3 separate regions of the Mus musculus genome follow, and all the other regions are linked to region 1. The links are chromatin contacts, called in public Hi-C and capture Hi-C maps. All regions are on one chromosome and are shown on one strand. The core of a region is the stretch at or near the end of the contact, and the rest is flanking DNA. Distances in the headings are between cores, read along the strand shown. Region 1 holds the start of Gimap9 (GTPase, IMAP family member 9). Region 2 holds the start of Zfp956 (zinc finger protein 956). Region 3 holds the start of Stk31 (serine threonine kinase 31).

Region 1 (3,530 bases), core at 338-2,837:
GACAAAAGAACAAGGGAGGAGCCGGGCATGGTGGCGCACGCCTTTAATCAAAGCACTCGGGAGGCAGAGGCAGGCGGATTTCTGAGTTTGAGGCCAGCCTGGTCTACAAAGTGTTCCAGGACAGCCAGGGCTATACAGAGAAACCCTGTCTCAAAAAACCAAAAAAAAAAAAAAAAAAAAAAAAAAAAAGAACAAGGGAGGAAACACCTAATTTGCATATGCAGACTTGACTGAAGTCAGGCAAATGTTAAGCCAGTTCTCTGGCAGGGAATCAGAAGCTTAACTGATTCTTAACTTAAAAAGTTGAGTAGGCCCATGCCTGATTTGGGTAGGGAGCAGCCACCCTCCTGCCCAGCTCTCTGAGAGAAGTCCAGGGTATGGGCAATGCTCTACCTACCATCTCTTGTCTGCCTTGGGAACCAACAATCTTGAGACAACTCCAACTGTTGAGGTATCTAGCTTCAAGGACTGAGTAATTACCAGGTTCTCAGCTTTCAGTTCAAGGTCATCCTCCACACACTGTGAGTTCAACTGTAGGTTGGGCTACCTGAGACTGTAATTGTTAGCATTCTGTCTAAACTCCACCCCACAATTCCCTGACAACAGCCAGGTAGGCCTCACCCACTATAAAAGGGGCTGCTTGCCCCCTTCTCCCGCTCTTGCTCTTCTCTTCTTGCTATCTGCTCCCTTGTCCCTTCCCCATTCCATCCCCTCGCCCCTGCCCCGCTCTCTCCACATGCCCATGGCTGGCCTTTACTTCTGTACTCTCTAACCCCTCTGCGTTTCTCTGCTTCTTCTACCCTCTTGACTTCCCTCCCCATGCCCTGAATAAACTCTATTCTATATTATACCGTCGTGTGGCTGGTCCCTCAGGAACAAGTGATGCCTTGGAATGGGACTGCTGGGACAACTCCTCCCATACCTCACTACACCTTCCATAGAGCATATCCCTCCTTCTCTCGTTATCTTTTTATAAACACATCAGTAATCTAAAAAAAAAAAAAAAAAAAAAAAACCAAACAATAATAATAAAAAAATATTTAGAAACGTTTGGCATTATAATAGACATACAGAGAAAAGGCTTCAACTTGACAGAGCTGAAGCACCTATTAAATTACAAGAAAATATTTCTGTTTCTTTAAAAGCAAATGGTTTCTTCATTGGCTCCTGTTGTAAGCCGGCCCGCGGCCTACATGAACGGGGTGCACCTGGGAGGCAGGCTGGGGCTGAAAGAGACTTAGACTGTGAGAAAAGATAATGAAGCCAAGACAAAAATTTCTCTGATCAGGCCCGCGAGTTGAGTTTACTAAGAGAGTGTGCTTATAAGGGGGAAGGCCCATCCCCACTGCCAGTTCATTCTCCGTGCCTGGAGCCATTCTGTCAGCACGCGGTCGCCAGGAATGTCTCAGGAAGACAGGTTCAGCCTCTGAGCAGGTAGCAGAAGAGCAGGGCAGTTGTCTCTTCAAAAGGAGCCAGCCTAGTCAGAAAGTTGCACCGCAGGTGGCCCCACCTCCGAGGCAACAAGGTCTGTACCCGCCCGCTTCAGGCTGGGGGGGGGGGGGGGGGAAGCTACAATTGGCTCCACCCATAGAACTTCCTGTCAGGGAATGAGGGAAGTTTTACTTCATAGTTCAGTAGAAAACTTGAACCAGGTCAAATTGGTTCCTTGGAGAGATCCTGAACTCTCATTAACTGTTGCAGAAGAAGGTGAGTCTGGCTGGAAGAGACCTGGAGCGAGGGAGCTGTGAGAGGGAGGGCGAATGGAGCATCTATGGGGGTGGAAGTATTGTGTCTGCACAGGGAGGAAGCTGCTGGGGGGAGGGGTGGAGGCTAAGAGATATAAGGAGATGAACTGATGCGTTGCAGTGTGTCTGTGGGGAAGGTCACAGAGGGCCTGGTGCCCTTTATAGAAAGTTCTGTGTCCCCCAAGGCAGGTTCGTTAGAGTTGGGAGAGAACTCAGATCATGTTTAATTCATTTTTTCTTACCTCAATGTGCTGACTCCTCTTAATTGTACAACAGACAGATTTGCATGTGTGGCTGTGTGACCCTTGGCTTGACGGAGGGCTGCTGAAGCCACAGTGTAGTCTAGGGGCTCCGAGTCTTGTTTTGCATCTTGTCTGTTGCTTTCTCTTTATTATGTCTCTGTAGTACACTCTGAGGTGAAGTGGTGACACTTCTGCCAGTTCTTTTGTTATGCAGGATTGTTTTAACTGTCTTGGGGGTTTTGTTTCATGTTTATTAACATGATAAGTGAGCATATTTCTGGCTTCAGTGTGATATTTAACTGTAATAATTAACATATTAACTGTGTACCAGTCAAAGCAGGGGAGATGAACAATTCCTCTCTCTCCCTCTCTCTCTCTCTCCCTCCCTCCCTTCCTCCCCCCTCCCCCCTCCCCCTCCCCCTCTCTCTTTGGTCTGAGATAGGGGTTCTCTGTATAGCCTTGCCTGTCCTGAAACTCACTCTATAGACCAGGCTGGCCTTGAACTCACTGAGATCCTACCTGCCCCTGCCTTCCTTACACTTTCTTTATGTTTGAGTCCTTGAATGCCTCTCCTAGGTCGTCATAAAATATATAGTAAGCTGTTGACCTCTATAGTCATCCTGGGCTTTCAGGTATTTGGCACAGTAACGATTTGGGCGCACTCATTTCCCAGACCTGGCATTGGGCATGAGCCAGGAACATCTGTTCCAATATTGGCATGAAGGCGGTAGCAGGACTAGAGACAGCCTGTCCATGCCATCAGGAACAGCCTAAATGATATCCAGATCATCAGCCTTTTAAAACTATAGAACACTGCAAAATTTCAGGAGAAAAGGAAAAAAAGAAAGGATCGGGAGTGCTTTCCATTTGTCTAATAGGTAATTTTCCTCTCTTCTCCTTCCTTAAGATCTGTGCATTCAGATCTTTAGAGTCAGCTTGCCTTGACATGGCTGGCCAGGGAGACACTGAAGTGAGGATCATTCTGGTAGGGAAGACTGGAAATGGGAAGAGTGCTACAGCCAACACCATCCTCGGGAGACGTCAATTTGATTCTAAGATTTGTGCCAATGCTGTTACCAAGACCTGCCAGAGAGCATACAGGGAGTGGAAGGGGAAAAACCTTGTTGTAGTCGACACTCCTGGGCTCTTTGACACCAAGGAGACCATGAAAACCACATGTTTCGAGATCAGCCGCTGCGTTCTCTACTCCTGCCCTGGGCCTCACGCCATTATTCTGGTTTTGCGACTGGACCGTTACACTGAAGAAGAGCAGAAAACGGTCGCTCTGATCAAGGGTCTTTTTGGGGAGGCAGCCCTGAAGTACATGATCATCTTGTTTACTCACAAAGAAGACCTTGAGGATCAGAGCCTTGATAATTTTGTAAGTGATGCGGGTGAAAAGCTCAATAATATTATCTCCCAGTGTGGGAAGCGTTACTTGGCCTTTAATAACAAAGCAGCTCTGGATGAGCAAGAAAATCAAGTGCAGCAGCTGATAGAACTGACAGAGAAAATGGTGGCCCAAAATGGCGGATCCTACTTT
Region 2 (3,530 bases), core at 495-2,994, 720 kb before region 1:
AACACAAGGAGGCTTGGAGTGGCTTGCCTATTAGGTCAGGGAAAAGCCACTCCACACTGGAACCAGAGAAAGTGGTGGTGCCAGGCCCTGTCATCCACTGGCCACCTGAGGAGCCCACAAGCCACCGGTCTCCAACAAGCCATGCCTTCATGAGACAAAGGCCAGCAACTACAGTTTACCACTGTAGTGAATGTCTTCACTCCTTTCAGCAACAGAAGAGCCTGGTATTACACCAGCATCAGCACACAGGCAAGAGGCAGAGCTGGCCTGCCTGTCCCTACTGTGGCAAGGCCTCCCGCCGGCCCTCAGACCTCTTTTGTCACCAGTGTATCCATACTGGTGAGCGTTCCTATCAGTGCCCCCAGTGTGGCAAGGAGCCACCACCTGGCTGTCCACATGCAGACTCATTCCTGAGGCTAAACAATCCTGCATTTCCTCTTGCTTTCTGTCCTCCAGGGAAGTCCAGCCCTGCAAGGGCCCAGCTCTGAACAGGACAGGACCTGCACTGTCTCAGGGCCTTTCCCTTGTGCCTGCCAAGTGGTGGAAGTTCCTTCACTTTCCAGCTGAGTTGGTACTTTAGGGGCCCTTCAAAAGCACAAGCTCCAGACCAGGAATTTGAGGTGATAGTGTCATGCCTCAAAGTCATGAGAGCGGGTGCTTCATGTGCCTCTTTGTCACAGCACCTTGGGGACAGCCTTGTGGAGCTTCTGGAGCTGGGTGATGGATTCCAATTCTGATAGTTTGCTCTCTTGTTTGGCACTCAGACACCAGAGCACATGAAGGCTCCCAGGTGCCTTCATCCCTGGCTGTGCTATTGCTAAAGTCCTGCAGACTCTGTAGCCACTCAGAAGTCCTGCACAGACGAGGCAGAGGGTGACACTGCCGTCATTCCCAGGGTAGGGGTATGACTGGCAAGACTGTGGCATGCAGCCATGGTTCTGGACGTTACTTGCCTGCACACCCAACCGTTGTTTAGGCCCTGCAAGCAAGACAGCAGTTGTCAGTAAGCGCTCAGACTGAACGTGGACAGTATAGCTGCCCCAAACTTAATCCTCCGCTGCAAGCACTCATGTTGCTGTTCTGGGGGTTCCTAGGCCTCTCTTCTAATGCTTTAGATGTTCTCTGGAAAACAAGTATTCATATTTGAAGCACAAATCCAAGTGCTGGGGTGGGGGAAGAGGCGCTGTATAATCCTGGCTCGCCTTGGGCTTGCAGTGAATTTTTTTCCCCTACCTCTATCTACCTACTAGGATTTCCTTGCTTGTGCCATTATGCACAACTGGGCTTACTGCATTTAACCTGAAATTCAATAGGACAGGTTAAAGAGTATTTTGAGTTAAGAATGAACAAAGGCTGCATGGTTGCCTGAGCTCAAAGACGTTGGATCCCAGATTCTGATGACTTATTTTGTAAAACAAAGATATGGTTGGGTTGGTTACAAGGCCCTAAGAACCATGGAGGTGGAAATATTAACTTAATCGGTGCTCTATAAATACACTGGAAAATGTAGCTGCGTGTTTGTGGCCTAGTTTGTTCTGGGGAGTCTCAACATGTGACCCTAGTGGTTGGCGTGGCTCTACAGCTCAAAGGTGAACGGAGCTCAACACCTAGTGCTCACACCTGCGGGGCTGAGACGAAACGCTAGCGAACGCTATGCAGCTTGTGCTCCCAGCTAGCCAATAGAGTCTGGCTTCTCTACCGTCAGGGGCGGAACCTCCAGGGCTAGCCAATGGGGAGCCGCCTTGTGGAGGGTGTGGCCTGCGTTTCTGCCGCGGGAGCAGCGAGGACGTCTAGGTCTCAAACTGCCAACTGCGTCCAAGACGACCATCCTGATTCTGTATCGTGAGGCCAGGAAGGGCCGCCTGTAGGGGACACAGCGGCTACAACAAGACGAAGCAGAATCGCGCGCAGCCATGACTGAGGCGGCCGCTGCACCGGTAAGGGTGGCCCTTACCGATCATGTGGGGGATGTGAAGCGGTTCCTGAATTCGCCGGGAGGACATCTTACCACCTCCTAAAATTGGGTAGAGCTCAGCCAGGTAGTCAGGGAGGAGGACTAGGAGGTCTGTTGCCACATGATTAAGTCCTTGTCTCCTTTGCCACGGGTTTGATCATTTGTAATATACGGCCGTTGAGCTTCACCAGGAAATATCTGGGCCCGGTGCACCGGCTGCGGTCGTTTTTACTCCACGACTCCTTTTTTCCAGGACCTCTTTGCTCCATCTCGCAAGTATTAGCCATCTCCGATCAAATCCCGAGCTAAGGCCCCCTCCAGTTAGCCCTCTTGGTCCTGGGACCTAGAATCTAGCTCCTGCCTAGGAGGGAGGGTTCCACGGCCTTTCGGGCCTGAATTCGATTCTATTAAGAGTAGATACATACTTCCTCGCTTGTTGTTTTTTGATGAACACCGGGAAGACTTTCCTACTGCAACTAGTTAGGGAATCAGTGTTATAGAAAACGTTGGGTAGGCGTGTTTTAGGTTCAGGTGAGTGAACTACTGAGATGAGATTTACAGTCCCTGAAGGTAGGAGGCATCTCCTGCTAGCAATAGCTTTGCAGTGACTTCAAAGACATTTCTTGGTGTTAGATTTGTGGCAAAGGATCCCAGAGAGACGAAGATATTTGACCTTTATGTGTGAAGACTGCCTCCTCCCAACCACATTTTGTTGTATGGGTCAGTGGTCACAGACCTCAGGATGGAGTGAGGAAGAGAGAAGTTTCTAGTGACAAGTATCTTACTGTGTGGGACACTTTGCTGTGTCTTTTTTATGGAAGATATCTTGGGGGAAGTTTAATGTCACAAAATTGTATTCGTTACAGTCTTTGGTTTAGAACATATAACACATTCTGACCAATAGTCAGGAACCTTCATGTTTATTGGTAATACAATATATAATAAATGTCATACACCCTGAGTGCTTTTTCTGTTTGACCACCTTAGAGATAGAGGGAAGTTCCAGGATTTATCTGTAGTCCCCACAGCTCCGCATTTTATTTACAGTTATGCATGGTGACATTACCCCCCTTCTTTTGACTAAGATGCTGGCTTTCAGCTTTCTCTGCCACTGCCTACTGGCATCTAAGATCTAGCTTCCAGTAAAGTGACTGTTCAGGGCACTGTAGTGACTGTTCGGGGCTGTTTGTTGAGGTGTCTCAGTCACAGAGACCTAGTGTCCAACTTGAAACAAGCTGAGGTTACCTGAGAGGAATGAATCTCAATTGAGAAAATGCTTCCATAAGATCTAGCTGTATGGCAAGCTCGTAGGGCATTCTCTTAATTAGTATTTGGTGTGAGAGAACCCAGTTCATTGTGGGTGACCCACACCTTGGCTGGTGGTCCTGGGGTAAGAAAGCAAACTGAGAAAGCCATGAGGATCAAGCCAGTAAGCAGCACTCCTCCATGGCCTCTGTATCAGCAACTGCCTCCAGGTTCCTGGCCTGTTAGGTTCCTGCTCTGACTTCCTTTAGTGATACATAGTGATCTGTGTCGTGTAAGTGTGAATATAAACCCTTTCCTCCCCAAGTTGTTT
Region 3 (3,530 bases), core at 466-2,965, 720 kb after region 1:
AATCCAGTTTAAAAAAAATCTAAAAATGTTTGAATAGAGATACTTAAGTACCTAAGAAGATATATGAAGACGAATAGAAAATAAACATACAACAACAACAACAACAACAACACAAAGATACCCAATGTTTTTATTTGGTAGATAAATAAATGCAAACAACCTCAAGGAAGTCCCTCCACTATATACAAAATATTTAAAATTAAAAACAGTGATCATATTAAGTGATGGTGAAGCTATGGAACAACCAGTTATTACTTTTTAATTTTTATTAGGTTTTAAAGATTTATTTTTATTTAATATGTATCAGAGTTTTGCCTGCATTTATGTCTGTGCAACACTTGTGCCTGAGGCAGTCAGAGAGGCTGTTGGATTCCCTGGAACTGGAGTAGACCTTTGTGAGCTGCCAAATGGGTGGGTTCTGGGAACAAAACCTAGGACCTCTGGAAGACCAGACATTACTTTTAACTACTGAGGCATTTCTTCAGCCTTGCAACTAGAATATATAAACTTTGATGGTGGTAATATAAATTAGAGTAGCTTCTTTGTTAAATAGTCTGGCAACTTCTTGTACACTCTTCTACCATTTAACCATCCACTAGGGGACATTAGCCCAAAAGAAATGAAAGGGTATGTCCACGGAAAGAATTGAAGGCCATAACAGCTTTATTTGAGAGAAGTCTAAAGTCAAAACAACCCTTCTACCCAGAAATGTAGAAAACCTGTTAGGCATCCACAGTGGACTAGTACCTGGGAAGTTACAAGCTGTTGATATATAGAAGAAAACAGGTGGAATTATCTTAAGATACCCATGCCATTTGAAAGAAGGCAAATAAAATGGTCTTTATGTGTGATTCTGTCAACAGTTTTAGAAAAAAAAAAAAAAAGAATTAACGTTCAGTTACAAGAAACAGAAAGGTACATAAGGAGGGCCAGTTAATGTAAACAACATGAAGAAACTTTTGAGGTTGATGGAAATGTTTTATTATGGGGATGACTTCAGTGATGTATAAAAATATTAAAATACTTTACACTTTAATATCTGTAGTCTATGCAAATTATACTTTAAGCTTTAGAAATTAAATGGAGGGCTCCTTGGTAGTGATCTTTCGTGAGGCCTTGGTTTTAATTCATTCCTTTGCAAAACAAAAGAACTAGATAGAGATGGTTTTTAGCTGTGCAATGTTTCCTCCAAGTGTAATAACTTGCCTATAACCCTATCCCATCCCAGTCCCCACCGATCCCTGCTGTCCCCTGCAATGTTTGATGTGGATGCGAAGTTTGGGGAGAAATATGTGTAAAGCTATTGATCTATAAAATGATATTGTCACTTATTACGGTATTCTTTTCTTTGGGAAAAGAATATCCAGTTTGTCCCAATTTTGGCTTTTAAAAAAAAAAAAGTTTAAATCTCGAGGTACAAATTAGGAAGACCCACGCAACTTCATGTCACGGTCTTACATCACTGGCGGGGTGTGGGGCGCCCTCCTATAAACTGACTGCACACAGGGCCAGGCTGCTGCTTTCGGGAGCAGAGCGGAGCGCGTGCGTGGACCGTGGGCGGCCTGGCTGCGCTCGAGGCCTTGAGGCCGGCCACCCACGTGACCAGGGCTGCGCTCCCTCCGCTATAGCGCAGCAGCACCTCGCGCATGCGCAGGCGCAGTGCGTGCCCTGAGGCGTGGAAGCTCGGCGGTAAGCGGCGCCAAGGGCTGGCCTGAGGGCTGGAGGGCTGAGGGTGGAGCGCCTGGTATGTGGGGCCAGCGGCTCTTTGCTGGGACGGCTGTGGCGCAAAGTGTAAGGTCAGTGGTAGTCTTTGGTGGCGAGGGCGACAGGGGCCGCTCCCAGGGTGTTCTTGTCCACGCTGCTGGCGTTTTAGGTCTGGGCTGAGGCCTACTTCCGGCGAGCTCGAAGGCGCCGCAGCTTCTCGGTGAGCTGCCCGCAGACCCACTGTGTGGACAAATCTTGGTGAGCTGCCCGCAGACCCACTGTGTGGACAAATCTCGGTGAGCTGCCCGCAGACCCACTGTGTGGACGACTTTCTTCCCCTCTGGCGACGTCTGTGGTTTTAGCCTTCCAGGCCCCCCAGAAAGCCAGCATCTTTACCTCACCTTGGCCCATTTCAAGGCGAGATTTGAATTCGCCGTCGTGCCCTCCACCTCTGCTTAAAGTCACTACAGTTCCTTGGCAAGTCTTTTAACAACGATTTAAAATAAGGCTAGAAAACCAGTTTCTTAAAACAAGTGGCAGGATTTCCAAAGTAAACTTTTAATTTTTTCTGTGCCCGTGACAGTGGTAACACATGTCTTAATCCTACTCCATTCGGGAGGCAGAGGCAGGCAGATCTTTGAGTTTGAGGCCAGCCTGGTCTACAGAGAGAGTTCAGGACAGCTACTGAGAAACCTGTCTTCAAAAAACCGAAAACAACCAAGAACCAACCAACCAACCAAGCAAACAATAGTGTTTTCCAGAGAAATATTCTTTCTCACTAAAAGACTCCATTTTTTAAAAAAAATTTTTTTCCATTTTTTATTAGGTATTTAGCTCGTTTACATTTCCAATGCTATCCCAAAAGTCCCCCATACCCACCCACCCCCACTCCCCTACCCACCCACTCCCCCTTTTTGGTCCTGGCGTTCCCCTGTACTGGGGCATATAAAGTTTGCAAGTCCAATGGGCCTCTCTTTGCAGTGATGGCCGACTAGGCCATCTTTTGATACATATGCAGCTAGAGACAAGAGCTCCGGGGTACTGCTTAGTTCATATTGTTGTTTCCATTTTTTTTTTTTAAAACAGCTTCTCCACAGCTGAATTTTAAAACTACTTTTTAAAGGATCCCAGATTTGAAGATGATTCAGTGATGTTATTTGAAAAAAAATTAAGCTAGACAAAATTTGCAAGTTTTAAATTCCTATAAATAAGCTCCATTATTTGCTGTGATGAGTTAATTACTCTTTTCATAGTTGAGAGCATTTGAAACCTTGATGTAGATTAGATGTTCTTGGATGATCTAAAAGCTCTCAAAAAATGAGTCTCAAACCATGGCATGTACCCTACGTTTTAAGGGCAGTTTTGTGAAAAATTGTTTTTCCCCTATTTATTGGAATGTGTAGAATTACCTTAAAGTTGAAGGACAAACCAATGCTCTAACCACACCCCCCAGCTTTGGAGGGTGGAGAGTGCGCCTATTTTGAGAATGAAATAAAATCAGTTGGAATTGAACAGTGAAGTAGATTACATATTTTATCATTTTAATTTATGAGTAGAAAGTGATTCCTGGATTTTTGAGAATCAAATCGTAAAGTAGTAGACACTTCTTTTGAAGTACTTTTTTTATGTAATAAACATGATTTTTGAAGTAATAGGCAAATTTGATATATTTCAGTTTTTAATTCTAGGGCATTTTAAAAAACAAAATAGCCAATAGCCACTCCCAGGCTAGCCACTCTCAGGCATTTTATTATTTATTTATTTTTTTATTTTATTGTGGAATTTTCTTGTTTGAGAGGTTTTTTTTTTTGTTGTTTTTTTTTTTT

Evidence for each region. Hi-C and Micro-C count contacts between places; a contact is called where the count stands out from the background. Capture Hi-C pulls out chosen DNA fragments and counts their contacts.
Region 2: a contact with region 1 is called in a Hi-C map of B cells, with 5 read pairs. The contact joins the promoter of Zfp956 here to the promoter of Gimap9 in region 1. A contact is called at or near these places in 1 of 484 Hi-C or Micro-C datasets (B cells) and 2 of 115 datasets of contacts at active chromatin or transcription factors (memory CD8 T cells and pro-B cells).
Region 3: a contact with region 1 is called in a capture Hi-C map of embryonic stem cells, with 2.3 times the contacts expected there. The contact joins the promoter of Stk31 here to the promoter of Gimap9 in region 1. A contact is called at or near these places in 2 of 39 promoter capture datasets (the 3T3-L1 cell line and hippocampal neurons), 1 of 115 datasets of contacts at active chromatin or transcription factors (embryonic stem cells) and 1 of 9 other capture datasets (embryonic stem cells).

What each region holds. Positions count from the first base shown.
Region 1 is chr6:48,674,548-48,678,077 of GRCm38.p6, forward strand. It overlaps Gimap9 (GTPase, IMAP family member 9), which reads left to right and starts at 1,588. Exons shown (of 2, transcript NM_174960.2): 1 at 1,588-1,707; 2 at 2,895-3,530. The coding sequence starts at 2,934. It overlaps Gm46958 (a long non-coding RNA gene), which reads right to left and starts at 2,262. Exons shown (of 2, transcript XR_001785233.2): 1 at 1,988-2,262; 2 at 1,285-1,477.
Region 2 is chr6:47,951,646-47,955,175 of GRCm38.p6, forward strand. Zfp956 (zinc finger protein 956) reads left to right here and starts at 1,745. Exons shown (of 5, transcript NM_178898.4): 1 at 1,745-1,937. The coding sequence starts at 1,914. It overlaps Zfp783 (zinc finger protein 783), which reads left to right. Exons shown (of 6, transcript NR_027963.1): 6 at 1-2,904.
Region 3 is chr6:49,393,889-49,397,418 of GRCm38.p6, forward strand. It overlaps Stk31 (serine threonine kinase 31), which reads left to right and starts at 1,716. Exons shown (of 24, transcript NM_029916.2): 1 at 1,716-1,796. The coding sequence starts at 1,747.